3 separate regions of the Sus scrofa genome follow, and regions 1 and 3 are each linked to region 2. Evidence: chromatin contacts called from public HiChIP or PLAC-seq and promoter capture Hi-C data. All regions are on one chromosome and are shown on one strand. The core of a region is the stretch at or near the end of the contact, and the rest is flanking DNA. Distances in the headings are between cores, read along the strand shown.

Region 1 (4,895 bases), core at 1,162-3,661, 290 kb after region 2:
GAAGCTGGAGGGCAAGGTGCCCATGCACAAGCTGTTCTTGGAGATGCTCGAGGCCATGATGGACTGAGGCAAGGGCTGGGCACGGGTGGGGGTGCTGGCAGGACCCGCTCAGCATAGGGTCCACCCAGAGGGGCAGAGCTGGGGTCTGGGCAGTGCCACAGCCTGCTGGCAGGGCCAGGGCAACACCATCAGCCCCTGGGAGCAGGCCCTACGCCCTCCCTCCCCCCTCCCAGGGGGTGTTAGAAGCTGGCAACGTGTGCCCAGGCTCTGGGCACAGTGCTGCCCCTCGCAAGCCATAACGTGCCCCCAGAGTGTAGGGGGCCTTGCGGAAGCCATAGGGGGCTGCAGGGGACATGTTTGTGTGTGTGGTGGGGGGGGAGCAGACGCCTGATCTCAGGGAGGGAAGGGAGTGGAGGCCACAGTCTCCCAGTGGGTGAAGCTTTTGCTGCTGCTTATTCCGACTTCCTCTCCAGACCAGAGGGGGATTTGGAGAGCAAAGGCCCCTGCTCTCTTCGCTCTTCTCCTCATCATTTGCATTGGGCATTACTGCCCCCTCCCCTTGAAGCAATAACTCCAAGCAGGCTCCAGCCCCTGGACCCCTGAGGTGGCCAGGGCCCCCCCATCAGCTCCCACCCAGCCTCCTCAGGGGGTAGGGAGAGCACTGCCTCTATGCCCTGCAGAGCAATAACACTATATTTATTTTTGGGTTTGGCCAGGGAGGCGCAGGGACATGGGGCAAGCCAGGGCCCAGAGCCCTTGGCTGTACAGAGACTCTATTTTAATGTATATTTGCTGCAAAGAGAAACCGCTTTTGGTTTTGAACCTTTAATGAGAAAAAAGAATATAATATCGAGCTCAATAACACTGTGTTTGGTGTGTCACTGGGCCCGGGGTCGGGGATACAAAGGAACTAGCAAACAAGACTTATGTACACAAAAACACACACGGTCACAGAATGACAAACTGGTGCCCGGCACCGTTTTAGGTCTTGGTTTCCTCATCCGTCAGCAGCATATTGGGGATCCCACGGCTGATGGGAAATAAACGTCCAGACTCTGGGCACTGCAGGGTGCCCTCCAACACATCCACCTGCAGGAAAAGGGTTACAAAGCTGAGCACTGGCAGCCTCCAGGTGTGAGTACAGGGCTGCAAAGCAAGTGACAGGCAGGTTCTCACCTCCAGCAACACGTGGTGCATCTTCCTCAGGAATGTCTCATCGTGCTCGTATCCCTGAATCGGCTCTTTGGGCACCTCGACCAGATGCAACTGTGGGCAAGACGCCTAAATCATCTCTGGGGATCCCCGACCCTCGCCCCGAGGCCAGGCTCCTTGGCCTGGTGTACAGGGCTGCAGGGACACCACCCCCGAGGACGTGCAGGGGAGGGAGGGTCCTCACGGTGTCGGCCGCCTCCAGAAGCGCCGCCCACTCTACTTTGGGTATCATACGCGCCACGAAGTCCGGGTTGAACTCGACGGGGTTGATGCGGACCTCGGTGGCCTGCGGGGCGGAGAGACTTTAGTCAGACAAAGCCCGGATCCTGGTTTTCCTAGTCGCCCCCCACCCCGCGCCCGGGAGAGGGGGCCTGAGGTCGCCCCCGACAGCGGGTACCTGGAGACGCAGTGGGAAGCCACGGGTCCCCACCCCCCGCACATGCGAGCTCAGCAAGTTGTGGGTGAGCAGCTTCATGTCGCCACAACGCGCTCTCGCCAAGCCCGAGCCGGAAAGAGCCCGGATCCCGCTGGCGTCACTTCCCGGCCGCTCCGCTCTAGCCTATCGGACATGTGGGAGGAGCGGAAACAGCGAACTTGCTGGAACTTCTTGCGCTCGCGGGAGAAGAGGTGGGATGGGATCACGCGCGGCTCCCGGAAGCATCTCAGCAGGAGCTTGCTATGACGCAGGCCCAGTGGTTTTGGCTGACAGACCTCCAATTGCTACAAATCGTGTACAATGCAAATTACGTGTAAAACAGCGGGGATGCAGGAGTCTTCGTTGAATGCAAAATAAAAATGTTTTACTCGCATACAGGCGCCTGACACCACCGTTTCTCTCCCCTCGCCACCTCGTCCTCGCTTTCGGTGAAGGAACGGAAATACCGCCCCAATTTGTAACTTCTGCCCATCAGAACAGGCACCCTATCCTTGAAGGAAAATAAGCTGCGGGGCAGCGGAAGGCTCCGCCTACAGGAAGGTGCGCCATTGATCCCGTCCCTACATCAAATCCGCCGAGATCGCCGAAAGTTCCGCCCCTGCGCGCGCCGCCCGCGCCTGCGCAGTGGCGGCGCCTCGCCGGCCACCTGGGGCGTCCAAGCCCCGCCCCTTGCCCCGCCTTTCGCCGGGTTACGTAGCCCGTTGGGCAGGCCTCCGACTCAGCCTCTAGGTGGGGGTGGAGCCGTTGGGGCTTCCAGGCTCCGCAGGCTGTTGGTGCGGCTGCGCCTTCTGCGCAGCCCGGCAGGTTTGGTGGGCTCCCGGGCGACTGCCGTTGAGTGTGCAGCAGTGGCAGCGGCGGGAGCCGAGGGTGCCTGGAAGGAGACCTCGAGTGGACGCTTGGCAGGGTCCGAGATTTGAGAAGCGCGGTGTAGCCATGGCCCCGATCAAGGTGACTGCTGGACCAGCCAGTCCTGACCCCCGACCCATCTTCGTCCTCCCCACCTCCCCCGCCTGTTTCTCCAAGGCCCTTCGTCCCCCTTGTCTCGGAGAGAGACACCCTCTTTCTTGCTCTCCGGCCCCAACCCGCCGCCCTAGAGGTACCTCACGCCTGTCTGTCCCTCTCATCTCTTCAACAGACCCTGTGGCTGCAACATTTTCGCCAGTTTTACCGGCCTCGGGTCCCTACCCCCCATCACCTGGGACAGTCCCCATGGTCCAGGGCCTTCCCCTCGTCTTCCGTTCCCCGTTCACTCCATGGGTCTCCACCAGTTTCAGGAGATTGAGTATGGCTTCCCCCACCATATGGAACCATCTCCTTTGCCCTTTCCAGCCCCCATAGGTGCCCTCCCCTATACCCTCCCTCTGGCTCTGTCGTGCTGTTGGATATCCCACTCTTCTGCCAAGTTTAATCTCCTGGGACCATTCCCAGCTCCTTGGGACTCCCCCTGCCCCACCGTCTTCTGAGACCCCCTCCTCCTTTTGCTTCATCCTCCAGCTAACTGCTGCGTTTCTCCGAGGCTCTCCCCTCACCCCCGAATCTCCTCCGGTTTGTCTACCTCCTCTGGCCCCATGAATCCCACACACACTCCCAGGTCCACTGATTCTTCCCCCCTTCCAGAGATTCCTTTGCTCATTCTCTACCTTCTGGTTATAGGGACCTGCATCCCTCCTCCCAAACCCTCCCACCTTCTTCTGCTGTCCTACCTTTTTCTCTTCTTGGGGTGGGACCTTCAGACATGGCCAGTGTCCCTTCCCTCTGGGTCCCTTAGGGCCTCTTCCTCCTGCCCATTTATCCCACTCCTTTCCTGTAAGTTCGCTTGTTTACTCAACCTCTTGCGACACCCAGGGGGGCCTTCTCCCACTTCTTCTGTTGTCACCAACTGGCCCTTAAGAGGAATCGGGCCACCTTGAAACCTGAAGGGTGTGGGATAACCAGGTGGCGGCTGGGGAGGCATCTCTGAAGCTCTGACAGGGTTGGACTTTGCCGCTGGGTGTCTTCCCCTGACTGGGCAGGGCTACTAGGCCCTCTGTGCTGCCCCCCGCCCCCACCACCGTGCCCTTGGCCTCCCTCGCACCCACCCCCTTACCTGGCTGTCATTGCCTCTAGGTGGGAGATGCCATCCCATCGGTGGTGGTGTTTGAAGGGGAGCCTGAGAAAAAGGTGAACCTGGCAGAGCTGTTCAAGGGCAAGAAGGGGGTGCTGTTTGGAGTCCCTGGGGCCTTTACTCCTGGCTGTTCCAAGGTGAGACTCCCCCTTCTGGGGCTCAGACCTGGTGTATGTGGAGGTTGTTCACTAACCTCCATGTAGTCCCGGGGCAGCTTGTATCCAGAGGGTGTAGATGATGCGGTAGTTAAGAGAGCATACGAGGTTTTTATTTTATTTTATTTTATTTTATTTTTTGTCTTTTGTTTTTTGTCCTTTGAGGGCCCCACCAGCAGCATATGGAGGTTCCCGGGCTAGGGGTCTAGTTGGAGCTGTAGCCGCTGGCCTATACCACAGCCACGGCAACGCCAGATCCAAGCTGTGTCTGCGACCTATACCACAGCTCACGGCAACACTGGATGCTTAACCCACTGAGCAAGGCCAGGGGATCGAACCCGCAACCTCATGGTTCCTAGTCAGATTCATTAACCACTGAGCCACGACGGGAACTCCTATTTTATTTTTATTTTTTTGTCTTTTGTCTTTCGGGGGCCTCACCCATGGCATATGGAGGTTCCCAGGCTAGGGGTCTAATTGGAGCTCTAGCTGCCGGCCTACGCCACAGCCACAGCAATGCCAGATCTGAGCTGTGTCTGTGACCTACACCACAGCTCACGGCAACACTGGATCCTTAACCCCTGAGCAAGGCCGGGAATTGAACCCACAACCTCATGGTTCCTAGTTGGATTTGTTTCCGCTGTGCCACAGTGGGAACTCCGAGAGCATATGAGGTTTTTAAAAAATAAGTTGGGGCTGTGAACCGGTATCAGGAATGTAGGGGAAAAGGGTGATGCATTGAAATCCAGCACCTCTCATTGATCTTACTGGGTGACAGGCACTCTGGAAGGGACTTGGGACTTGGGTAAATGAGACTTAGCCCATGGGAGGGAGGTTTGCGGTCCTGGCCAAGGAATGCTCAAGTTTGGATCTGAGCTTCCTAGTGGCCAAGACAAAAAAGAAAGTGTGGCTTACACAGTTCTCCTTGTCTGATCAAAGCTGTTGAGAGAGGAAAGTTGAGAGGGTCTGGAGATGAGTTATCCCTCTG
Region 2 (4,820 bases), core at 2,073-4,572:
TTCAGCAGCCTGGCCTCTGTGCCATTAATGCCTTGCTAGACCACGACTTTGGAGCCGGCTGCTGTGGGCCACTGTGATTCCTGTGTGGCAGCTCTGGAGGTCCATTTCGGGGCTGGGCACGCCCCCGCCCTTCCCATCTGGACAGCTGCCTGACTCCCAAGCTCGCCTCCGGAGGGATCGCCAAGGCCTCATCTTTGGCTCACCTTGAGGCTTTCTCCTGGCCGTGGCCCCCCTTGGGATGGTTGTGGCTTTCCCAAGGCCCGTGCCATGTCCCTGTTACCTGGCTCTCTCCCCTGAGACGTTGTGTGGCGCTGGAAGCCATGTGGCTCTCTAGGGCCTCTGTGCTTCCTCTGGCTGAGGCTTCAAAGTCCCTGGGTCCTGGTATGGGTCCCCTCTCCACTTGACCATCCAACGGTCATGGATGTGGCATTGGGGCACATTCTGGGGCTGGGAGGAGGCATCTATGCCGTGTCAGTTCGCTGGCTGCTCCCTGTTACCTTTGCCACTGTCTCTAACAGCAGCCTGAACCCAAGCATCAGTGCTGCCTGTTTCATTATAGGTCTCAGTGGGCAGGACCAGCAGTGCTGGACCATTGCTAGGTTTGCAAATTAAGAGGCAGAGATAAATGTCTGGAGCTATGCTGGTGATTCCTGGCAAATGTGCTGTTGGGTTTTAGATGCTTCCAGATGGAGAATCAGGGAGTTTCCCTGGTGGCCTGGTAGTTAAGGATCTGGTGTTGTCACTGCTGTGTCACAGGTTTGATCCCTGACCCAGGAACTTCTGCATGCTTTGGGTGTGGCCAAAACAAACTACAACCAAAATCCAAAAATGGTAAAAATACCAGGAGAGATGGAATGAGGGTAAGAAAACCATTATTAACCACCAACTTAATTGGCATGGAAAAGAGTGGGGCAGGGCGTTCCCATTGTGGCTCAGCAGAAATGAATCCGCCTAGTATCCACAAAGGTGTGGGTTTGATCTCTGGCCTCGCTCAGTGGGTTAAGGATCTGGCATTGCCGTGAGCTGTGGTGTAGGTCGCAGATGCGGCTCAGATCCCCGTTGCTGTGGCTGTGGTGTAGGCCGGTAGCTGTAGCTCTGATTAGACCCCTGGCCTGGGAACTTCCATATGCCACAGGTGCAGCCCTAAAAAGCAAAACCAAACCAAACCAAAAGAATGGGGCAAAAGTTGACCGTCCTGGGGCTGGATGAAGAGCCAAAGCTTCTCTCTGGCCATTTCCTTCCCATTCTGCCTGACAAGCGGGGAGTTGGGCAGCAGGTCGGGGGAGGGGGGCCTCATTTGCACTCCCTGTATACGCTGAGGGGGCAGGTCTGTTCCTCGAGCCCCAGACCCTTGTGTGGGAGGGAGGCATTCATTTGGTGTCGGCAGCCTTGCTGCAGTCCAGCCCTGGGCCACAACGGGGATTCCTTCTCTCTCTCCAGAACTGGACTCCCTACTCAAAACAAGGAGTGTGGGTAAGAGTGGAGTTGCCGTATAGCTATTTTCAAGATTTTTGTAAAAAGCCAAATAGAAATCATCTTTTCGTCATTAACTGTCTTAGCTTCTCCTTCGGCAATACAGGTGCTACTGACTGACAATCCGACTGGCGGTTACAGATTTCATTGTTAAAACTGGGAAAGGGAATGAGCAGTTTGATGGGCATGGGGTCCGAATGGTGGACCCTCGGCTTTCTTGAGTTTGGAGCAATCCCAAGGTTCAGTGACCCAATACATAGTAATTTGCAATGTTGCTGGACACAGACTTGGCATTCCTAGTGTTGCCCAGACAGCCTCTGTGGGCTGTGTGATGAGCCCAGGCACCAGCTGCCCCTGCTCCAGCGCTGGATGTAGCTCACGAAGACATTCAGCCACACTGTGCTCCCATGCTGTCAGGAACTGAGGGGTCTGACTGGGCTCAGGCACAGCCTCCTCAAGTGCTAACATATCACTATCATGTCACAAAAAGGCCCTCCATAGTGAAAAGTTGAGAAGCTGAGCCCCAGATTGTAACCTCATTAAATAACAGCATCTTTAGCACCCAAGGCCTTGCCACATTTTTTTGTTTTTCTTTTTAAGGTCACACCTGCGGCATATGGAAGTTCCCAGGCTAGGGGTTGAATCGGAGCTGCAGCTGCCGGCCTACGCCGCAGCCACAGCAATGAGGCGTTTGAATACAGCTGTGACCTACACTACAGCTTGCAGCAACGCCAGATCCTTAACCCACGGAACGAGGGCCAGGGATCGAACCTCACAGACACTATGTTGGGTTCTTAACCTGCTGAGCCACAATGCGGACTCCACATTTTATTTTTAGATAATTCACAGGCAATCTGAGTAGACACATAAAGATCCCGTCTACCCTGTCTACAGGTTACTCACTTCCCGCCACGGGTAGCGCTTTGCACCTGAAACTATAGTACCGCACATTCCAGGATATTCATATATAATCAAGAGAAAGAGCATTTCCATCTCCACAAGGAGGCTCTTCTGTTTCCTTTTCACCATCACACCCACTTCCCTTCTGCCCCCAACTCCTCCTTAAGCCCGGGCAATCACTAATCTGTTTTCCCTTCTTACCAACCCTTCTTTTTCTTTTCTTTTTCTTTTTTTTGGACTGTGCCCACAGCATTCAGAAGTTCCTGGGCCAGGGGTCGAACCCACTCCACAGCAGTGACCTAAGCCACAGAAGTGACAATGCCAGATCCTTAACCCCTAGGCCACCAGGGAGCTCCCTCAACTCCTTTCTTTAACAACCAAACAATCCCCCCCCAAATCTCTAATTTCCTCCTATTCATAAGGGCAGAGAGTCCAAAGTTAGGTCTTTGACCTCAAGGGACATGTTCTTTCTGCCAGAAGCAGGATACCAATGCCCGCTCAGAACTGAGGCTCAGGGAAGAGGGGCGGTAATGCCCAGGGCTCTGATGTTAACGCCAGGTGATCCTCATTGTAAGCGCCTGAAATGAGTTCTAGAGCCCGAAGCAGGAATGTTGCCTTCAGTGATTTTAATTTCATCTTCCTGCTTATCTCAATAACACAATCCGCGCTTCAAACTCCAGTGAAAAGAAAACTGAAGCGGCCCCAGGAGGCTCTTATCACTACCGGGCACATTGGGAGCCTGGGATGATGGAGCTGAGCAAGCTTGCGGGTGGAGGGTGGGCGGGGACTGCCTGGCTTTCGCTCGGCTTCCACCGCAGCCCGAGGGACTGGGAGCCCCTCAGGTGGCAACGCCTAAGGGGATCCTGTTGCTAGGGGCGTTACTAAGGAGGTGCCACAAGGAGGGGCTCTCTTCCGGGAGGAGGGCGACTGGTAACCCGGAAGTGGTCGGCAGTGCGGCGCTGTTTAAAGATGGCGGCGGAGGAACCTCAGCAGCAGAAGCAGGAGCCGCTGGGCAGCGACTCTGAAGGTACCCACCCGGGGAGGGCTGTCCGGCCTAGGCCAGCGGGGGCGATGCCGGGTCACCGGCTCACGAGGAGGCCAAGGGCGGAGCGGCCAGCTTCGAAGCGCGCTTATGGCCCCTTCCTCCTCCACCTCCTCCGCCGCCGCCGCCGCCTCCTCCCCTCCCCCTCACAATGGAAGGAGCGGTCGCCGCGACCCCCGGCCGGGCGGGCGGCGTGCGAGAGAGCAGTGCTAGCCCGGGCCCCCGGCTCTTCCCCATTGCGCGTTCCCGGGGCGGAGCCTGGGCCGCGCCCGCCCCCCACCCAGCCCCCTCTCCGCCGGGCGCCTGGCCCTGGGGTCCCCAGCCGTCCAGCCCTGGTCCTTGCAGTCAGGCCCAGGCCTAGTCTGGGCCCGGCCGCCTGCCTTCTCCAGACCAACCCAAGCCCGGGAGGGCGTCGAATTACACCGGGCTGCGGAGCACAAAGGGCTGGGCAGGCCGCCGGGGATGCTGCGGGCGCCCTGGGGTCTTGAGCGGCCGCCGGTGTGTGCCCCTGAGGGCAGCAGCCTTCATTTTCGGTAGAGCCCCTTCTTCTGCCTTTGCAGCCCCTTTCCGCCTGACTAGGCGTTGTATCCTTAGACTCCTGAAGAGCTGGTCCTTTTAAATGGTCCACTCTCTTCTTTTTCACCCCAAGATAGACTCTGGGGCCTGAGTAGGTCCTCAGGGTGAGAGGGACATTCCTGTTGCAGGGCAGTGTAGGCGATGGGTCGAGGCCCAGCCGAGGATCCAGGATGCTCAAAGTTAAAAGTATTGGCCTTAAAAATCATTCAGGACACACCTCCTGTTCTAACTGCACACTTGAAGGACTGAACTTTGGGAGACCCGTCCCACTAGAAGGGACTTGTTTGTAACCACATAAGTTAAGAAAGAGCTGGGGCCAGGATTCAGGTCCCTTGGCTTCTCCCCAGTGGCTGCTCAGAGTGGGGCCCACAGGGTGGACCTGCTCAACTCACGGATGAGCACTTAACAGTGTGCCTCTAAGGAACCACCTCCTCAGGACATCTCGCTGAGGGGATGGTGGTGGTATCAGTCCCTGCTTCCAGCCGAGGACAGGCCTCTGCACTCAGGTGGCCCCGGGGGAGTAATTGTGAAGAGCTCAAACTTTGAAATGAGACACACCTGGATTTGACCACAGGTCTTTCTGGTTGTGACCTTGGGGGGGTTACGTCACCTGTCTGCATTTGTTATCTAAAATGGGCGTATGCAGGATGGAGAGTTGTTGTAGCACAGTGGGTTAATGATCTGGCTTGTCTCTGGAAGCGCCAATTGGATCCCTGGCGGGGCGTGTGGGTTAAGGATCTGGTGTTGCCACAGCTGCGGCTTGGATTCCATCCTTGCCCCAAGAACTTCCATATGCTGTGGGTGTGGCCAAAAGAGAATGAAAGAAAAA
Region 3 (4,947 bases), core at 1,434-3,933, 260 kb before region 2:
GCTCTGTTACTACTCCGCATTCTAGCTCCGATACATCTGCCCCATCTTATCTCCTTCTGGTCCCAATTCAAACCCTTGACTCTAGCCAACCTGAGCTAACCACACCCAAAACATTTCACACTTCTAAGCCTTCCGTGCAGCCACCACGGGAGACTGTGTGGTCTCCCATTGCCCTAACGCAGCCTGTGGAGGGGAGGGGCGAGAGAGGATCAAATCCAGGCCAAGTTCTGCTAGACAAGCCAGCATTGAAGTGCATCATGGGCTGAGCTGGGAGGAAGGGGTGTCTTTCTATGGTTGGTGTGCCTACAAGGAGGTTTTATTGCATCTTTGCACAAAGCAAAACCCATGCGTTTTCTCCATACTATTCTCCCTTACCTTTAATGACCTCCTTACCAGTCCAAACTCCCATCCAACTCAGCTTCCTCATAAAACCTCCCCAAGTCACTGTAATTTGGTAATGATTCCCTCTACTCTTTCTGTATTTTTAGGTCCGCATCTGTGGCATATGGAGGTTCCCAGGCTAGGGGTTGAATCAGAGTTGTAGCCACTGGCCTACACCACAGCCACAACAATGCCAGATCCAAGTCTCGTCTTCAACCTACACCACAGCTCACGGCAATGCCAGATCCTTAACCCACTGCATGAGGCCAGGGATCGAACCTTCGTCCTCATGGATACTAGTCAGATTTGTTTACGCCAAAACACGACAGGAACTCCCCTCCCTCTACTCTTAGATCCGTACAATTCACTCGTCATCTAATCATAGCATATAGTTTTGTGTTGTTGGTTATTTTTGGTTGCTATTTAGTCTGTATTTTTTTTAACTTTATATATGTTCCAAGCCCCAACAGAGTAGTGTCATACACACAGCAGGTGACCAGCAAACATTTGTGGAACAAACATGTATACAAATAACATTCCAAGCAAGAGTCAGTCTCAGGGAAATTGACTGGTACAGCAAAAAGGAGCAGGAAGGAAAGGCAGCTTCAGGAACTGGACCTAGCACAAAGACCTTTTATGTAAAAAATCTGAAGGGTCTGAAGATCTGAAGAGACCACCAAGACCACATCCATGTCTTGACTTTTATCCTCTTTTCTCTGTGTCTAGATATGGAAACAGACTTCCTTTCTAGCCAGGATCTGCAGATCCTAGCAATTGCTGTTGGGGTAGGGATGAGCATCATTCATTTCCTTATCCAGTCCTTAATAATGTAAATTTTTTAAATGTATGCATTTATCAGAATGGGTAAATAACTGGCTTGGTTATCAGATTGGCTTGTATTTCTCTTTGTCATCTAGAGGACAGAATGCTGCATTATCAACTGATGCTGTAAGTGCCAGAGTAAGATATTTGCCATGAAGTTATTTTGGGAAATATTCTTCTGTGCCTTTTTTAGAGTGTTTCAAAAGCCAGGAGTTTTTTTTCCTGTCTGGGCTTTACCTGACCTTAAAACCTGTCAAGGGCAGATGTAGTCCACTGCCTGTTCTAGAAGATTTCCACTGGTCAGATCCCTTTTCCTCTGTGAGACTGCTTGGCTGACTACCTCCGCCTTCATGAGGTTGCATCTTTACAGGATCTGCTGATCCTGCAATTGCCGAATCAGGTCATCGATTGCTGCCTTAGCAATAACAAGGCCTATAGCCTTGCTTTTTATTACTTCCAGTCTACTTTCCCCCTTTTAAAAGAATAGTGCACATTTCAAATCGTTTGACCAGGTATATGGAGACTTTTGCAAGCCAATGGAAGAGAAGCCAAAAAATGAACAAAATCCAGCATAAGCTAGATATCCGCTTTCAAATACAGTTTCTGTTAAGGACGCCTTTTAGGCTACGAATAAAATTGAATTATGTGTCTTTTGGGCCACGTTCTCAATTTTTACTACGTCATTTTTCATTTTACCATCCCCCATAACCAGAGCCGGGATGTTATCTCCTGGCTCTTTTTTTCTCATTAGCTCAGCTCTTTTTCAATCAGAACATGTCTTCTCTACCTGTTAGTCTATTAAGAGAAACGGACAACCTTAGGACCCAAGGTGGACCCCTCTTTTTAAGGCGATAAGAATTTGAAGCAGGTTCTGCAGCTGCAATGCAATGTGACTGGAATGAGTAATAGTTTTTCATTCTGTGCAGCGTCTTTCTCCAACTGCCAAATGGGAGATCGTGTCATGGCTGCCTCATGGTGATGAGGTATTATGACACATCCAGAAAAATTCAGAAAGCACCTTGCAGAATGGGCCCTCACTGTGGTTTTCACTTTATTAGAGTCACGGGGGTGGGGGTGGGGAAGCATCAGACAAAAGACTTGGGCTCTAGAATTTGCAGGAAAAATATTCTCCACTAATGGAAGCAAAAATAAATTTCTACCGTTAAAACACGTAATCAGTTTACTCAACGCATTCACATAAAAAGCCGCGAAGCTCTAAACCGCAGGCCCCCCTCCCACTTTGCCCGCAGTGGTGGGCGGGGCTTGTTGCTTGGCCACGCCCCTTGCGCCCGGTCCCTGAGGGGCGCGGCCCACCCCGGCCTCCGGCCTCAACGCCGCGCCGGGCGGGTTTTGCCCCTCCTTCTCAGCAGGAGCTTAGCGGAGGGGACAGGGCGGGGGGGGGGGGAACTGTTCTTGCGCCTGCGCCTTGCGTCGCTGGGTGCCTCAAGGCGACCGCCGCCCGCCCGAGGGTCCTTTGTGCGCCTGCGCGCTCGCGCTCCCGCCCTCTCGCGGCGCTGGGCTTAGTCAGTCAGTCTGTCGGAGTCTGTCCTCGGAGCAGGAGGGGCGAAGCGACTTCGGAGAGCTAGCTGCCGGACTCGATTATTCTCTTTCCCCTCCTCTCTCCCGTCCCACAGCTCTCTTCACCCCTCTCCCTCCCTTGCTCGCGCAGCCATGGCGGAGCTGTCGGCGGCCACTCAGTCCCCGTCCGTCTCGTCGTCCTCCGGGGCCGAGTCCTCTGCGCCCGGTGGCGGCGGTGGGAGCCCGGGAGCCTGCCCCGCCCTGGGGGCGAAGAGCTGCGGCTCCTCCTGTGCGGGTGAGGCGCGCCGTGGGGGGACCTTAAGCTTGGGGGGGGGTCCTGGGGGGTGAGGCCGGCGAGTCACCCTTGCCTACGGGGGCCTTAGCCCCCAGGAACGAGCGTCTGGAAAATGGGCTAAGGGGAGGGCGTGTAAGGTGGTGCTGGTGGTGAGGAAATAACGGCGTGTGAGGAAAACAGGTTGGGGGAGGGGATGTTCTAGAGAGTGGGCGTTAACGCCAAGACGGTGCAGGTGGGGAAGGACATTAGTGCGGGCGAGCCGTCCACTGAACCGGGGTGATTTAGTGGAGCATTAGCGAGATTGAGAGGATTGGGGCAGGTTGGTGGTCGAAGAGATGATTCGTTAACGATTTCGAGGGGATGGCGGTGAAAGGGTTGCATTGCAGGCACGCAGGCAGGTGTTGACATAATCAGACATGCATGGTAGTCTTCCAAAAAAAATGTTTTTTTTTTGGTTGCCCGTGGGGAGGATGAGGAAGTTTCATGGAAACACGCTACAGTGTTTTCTATACTGTTTTCATCTTCCTTAGATTTTTTGCGGCCAGACTCTAAATGCCTGATTTTTCTGAGGCTGCGGGGTAGAGGGAGGCGTGATGAGAATATCTCAGGGAAGATTTGGGAGGGAGCCGCTGATGGTCCAAGATGGATCCGTGGCTGCATCTGCAACACAGCCTGCTCTTCACTGGCGCGGCGTGGGGGTGGGGACATGTAATTAGCTTCTTATATTCTAGACGGGAATAGAGTCATTTCAAGCTATCAACCTGTTTTAACTTCATGCTTTCCGTTGGCTGTTAATGATCGAAATATAACAAAAGGGGGGGGTTACCGCAGAAAGAGGGGAGGGAGAGAAGATTCAGACAAAGCAGGGTCTGGTTGAACCCCCTTCTCCTCCCATCACTGTGAAAGACTAGGAGGGAAGCTGCAGGCCGCTTTTAGTTTCCATTGTATACGCGTCTGCCTGCTGGTGGGAGCTGGCTGGCAAGCTCCCCTCGTGCAGAGATCTGCAGTGCAGATGCCTTCCTGAAAAAAAAAAAAAAAAATGCACCATGAGCAGGTGGTGGTGGTTCTTAAAGGAACTCAGTCTTCGAAGAAAAAAAAAAGCCTTTTGTTAAAGGAAGGGCCATAAGCTCAGGAGAGTACAGATAATTTTGCTCTTTATTTAGTCACCTTAAAGGATTTGGAGAGGTTTCTAAATACTTCATTGTCTCTTTTGGCAGAATCTTGGGTTGATTGTTCTAAAGGACAGAATTGATCTGAGTTTTAAAAATATTCTCTATGTGAATTTTCAACAGTGGATTTCCACATAAGAGCTTTGGTACCCATTTGGATTTTCCAGTGTGCTTATGGCCGTTTCAGTAGAACCCTATCAGAGGAAGCTTCTGTAATGTCAAGATTAGCTGTCCAGATAAAGGAATGAGGCAGCAAATTTAGAACCCTTGTCCCCTTTAAACCACCACTGTTTCTTCAAATTTTTGTGTTCTGGGAAAAGATCCAGATGAACAGCAGCTTTCCTATATACTTAGCAACTTGGTGTTTTGGCTTTAATCACTTGTCATGGCTTACTTACTGTTCACTTGGGCATACCTCTTGATTTTAAATTTTTGATTCACTTGAGAAATAAATCTGATACTCTACCTTAAACTCTTATCCATTGCAAATATGTATTAATATTGTCTAAAAATCGTTAACAGTGGATTCAATGCAAGATCCTTATTTGTCAGGTCACGAATTGAAAAGTTTAGCTTAAGACACTGCAGTGTATAGTCATCGTTTCATTGCAGAACTCTTCCTCCTTGCAGAATGTTTTTCCCATCTCTCAGAGGAAATGTCTCAGGCTTCTGCACCATGAAAATAAGATGAAATTTGTTATTCCAAAATTTGATTAGTTGAAAAAGGATTCTTAAAAAATCTACCTTGATTGTTTAAAAAAA

The links. Promoter capture Hi-C pulls out the DNA fragments that hold promoters and counts their contacts. HiChIP or PLAC-seq counts read pairs in DNA pulled down with a chosen protein or histone mark.
Region 1: a contact with region 2 is called in an H3K27ac HiChIP or PLAC-seq map of alveolar macrophages. The contact joins the promoter of PRDX5 here to the promoter of OTUB1 in region 2. A contact is called at or near these places in 4 of 47 Hi-C or Micro-C datasets (embryonic fibroblasts, liver, omental adipose tissue and 1 more) and 1 of 2 datasets of contacts at active chromatin or transcription factors (alveolar macrophages).
Region 3: a contact with region 2 is called in a promoter capture Hi-C map of liver, with 2.6 times the contacts expected there. The contact joins the promoter of RTN3 here to the promoter of OTUB1 in region 2. A contact is called at or near these places in 2 of 5 promoter capture datasets (fetal liver and liver) and 1 of 47 Hi-C or Micro-C datasets (blood).

Annotation. Positions count from the first base shown.
Region 1 is chr2:7,799,471-7,804,365 of Sscrofa11.1, reverse strand. PRDX5 (peroxiredoxin 5) reads left to right here and starts at 2,411. Exons shown (of 6, transcript NM_214144.1): 1 at 2,411-2,596; 2 at 3,755-3,889. The coding sequence starts at 2,582. It overlaps TRMT112 (multifunctional methyltransferase subunit TRM112-like protein), which reads right to left and starts at 2,182. Exons shown (of 4, transcript XM_003122572.5): 1 at 1,610-2,182; 2 at 1,397-1,498; 3 at 1,177-1,266; 4 at 810-1,089. The coding sequence starts at 1,687. The coding sequence ends at 982. It overlaps ESRRA (estrogen related receptor alpha), which reads left to right. Exons shown (of 6, transcript NM_001170521.1): 6 at 1-67. The coding sequence ends at 67.
Region 2 is chr2:8,094,057-8,098,876 of Sscrofa11.1, reverse strand. OTUB1 (OTU deubiquitinase, ubiquitin aldehyde binding 1) reads left to right here and starts at 3,322. Exons shown (of 7, transcript NM_001162403.1): 1 at 3,322-3,400. The coding sequence starts at 3,343.
Region 3 is chr2:8,352,656-8,357,602 of Sscrofa11.1, reverse strand. RTN3 (reticulon-3) reads left to right here and starts at 2,683. Exons shown (of 11, transcript XM_021082903.1): 1 at 2,683-3,016. The coding sequence starts at 2,875.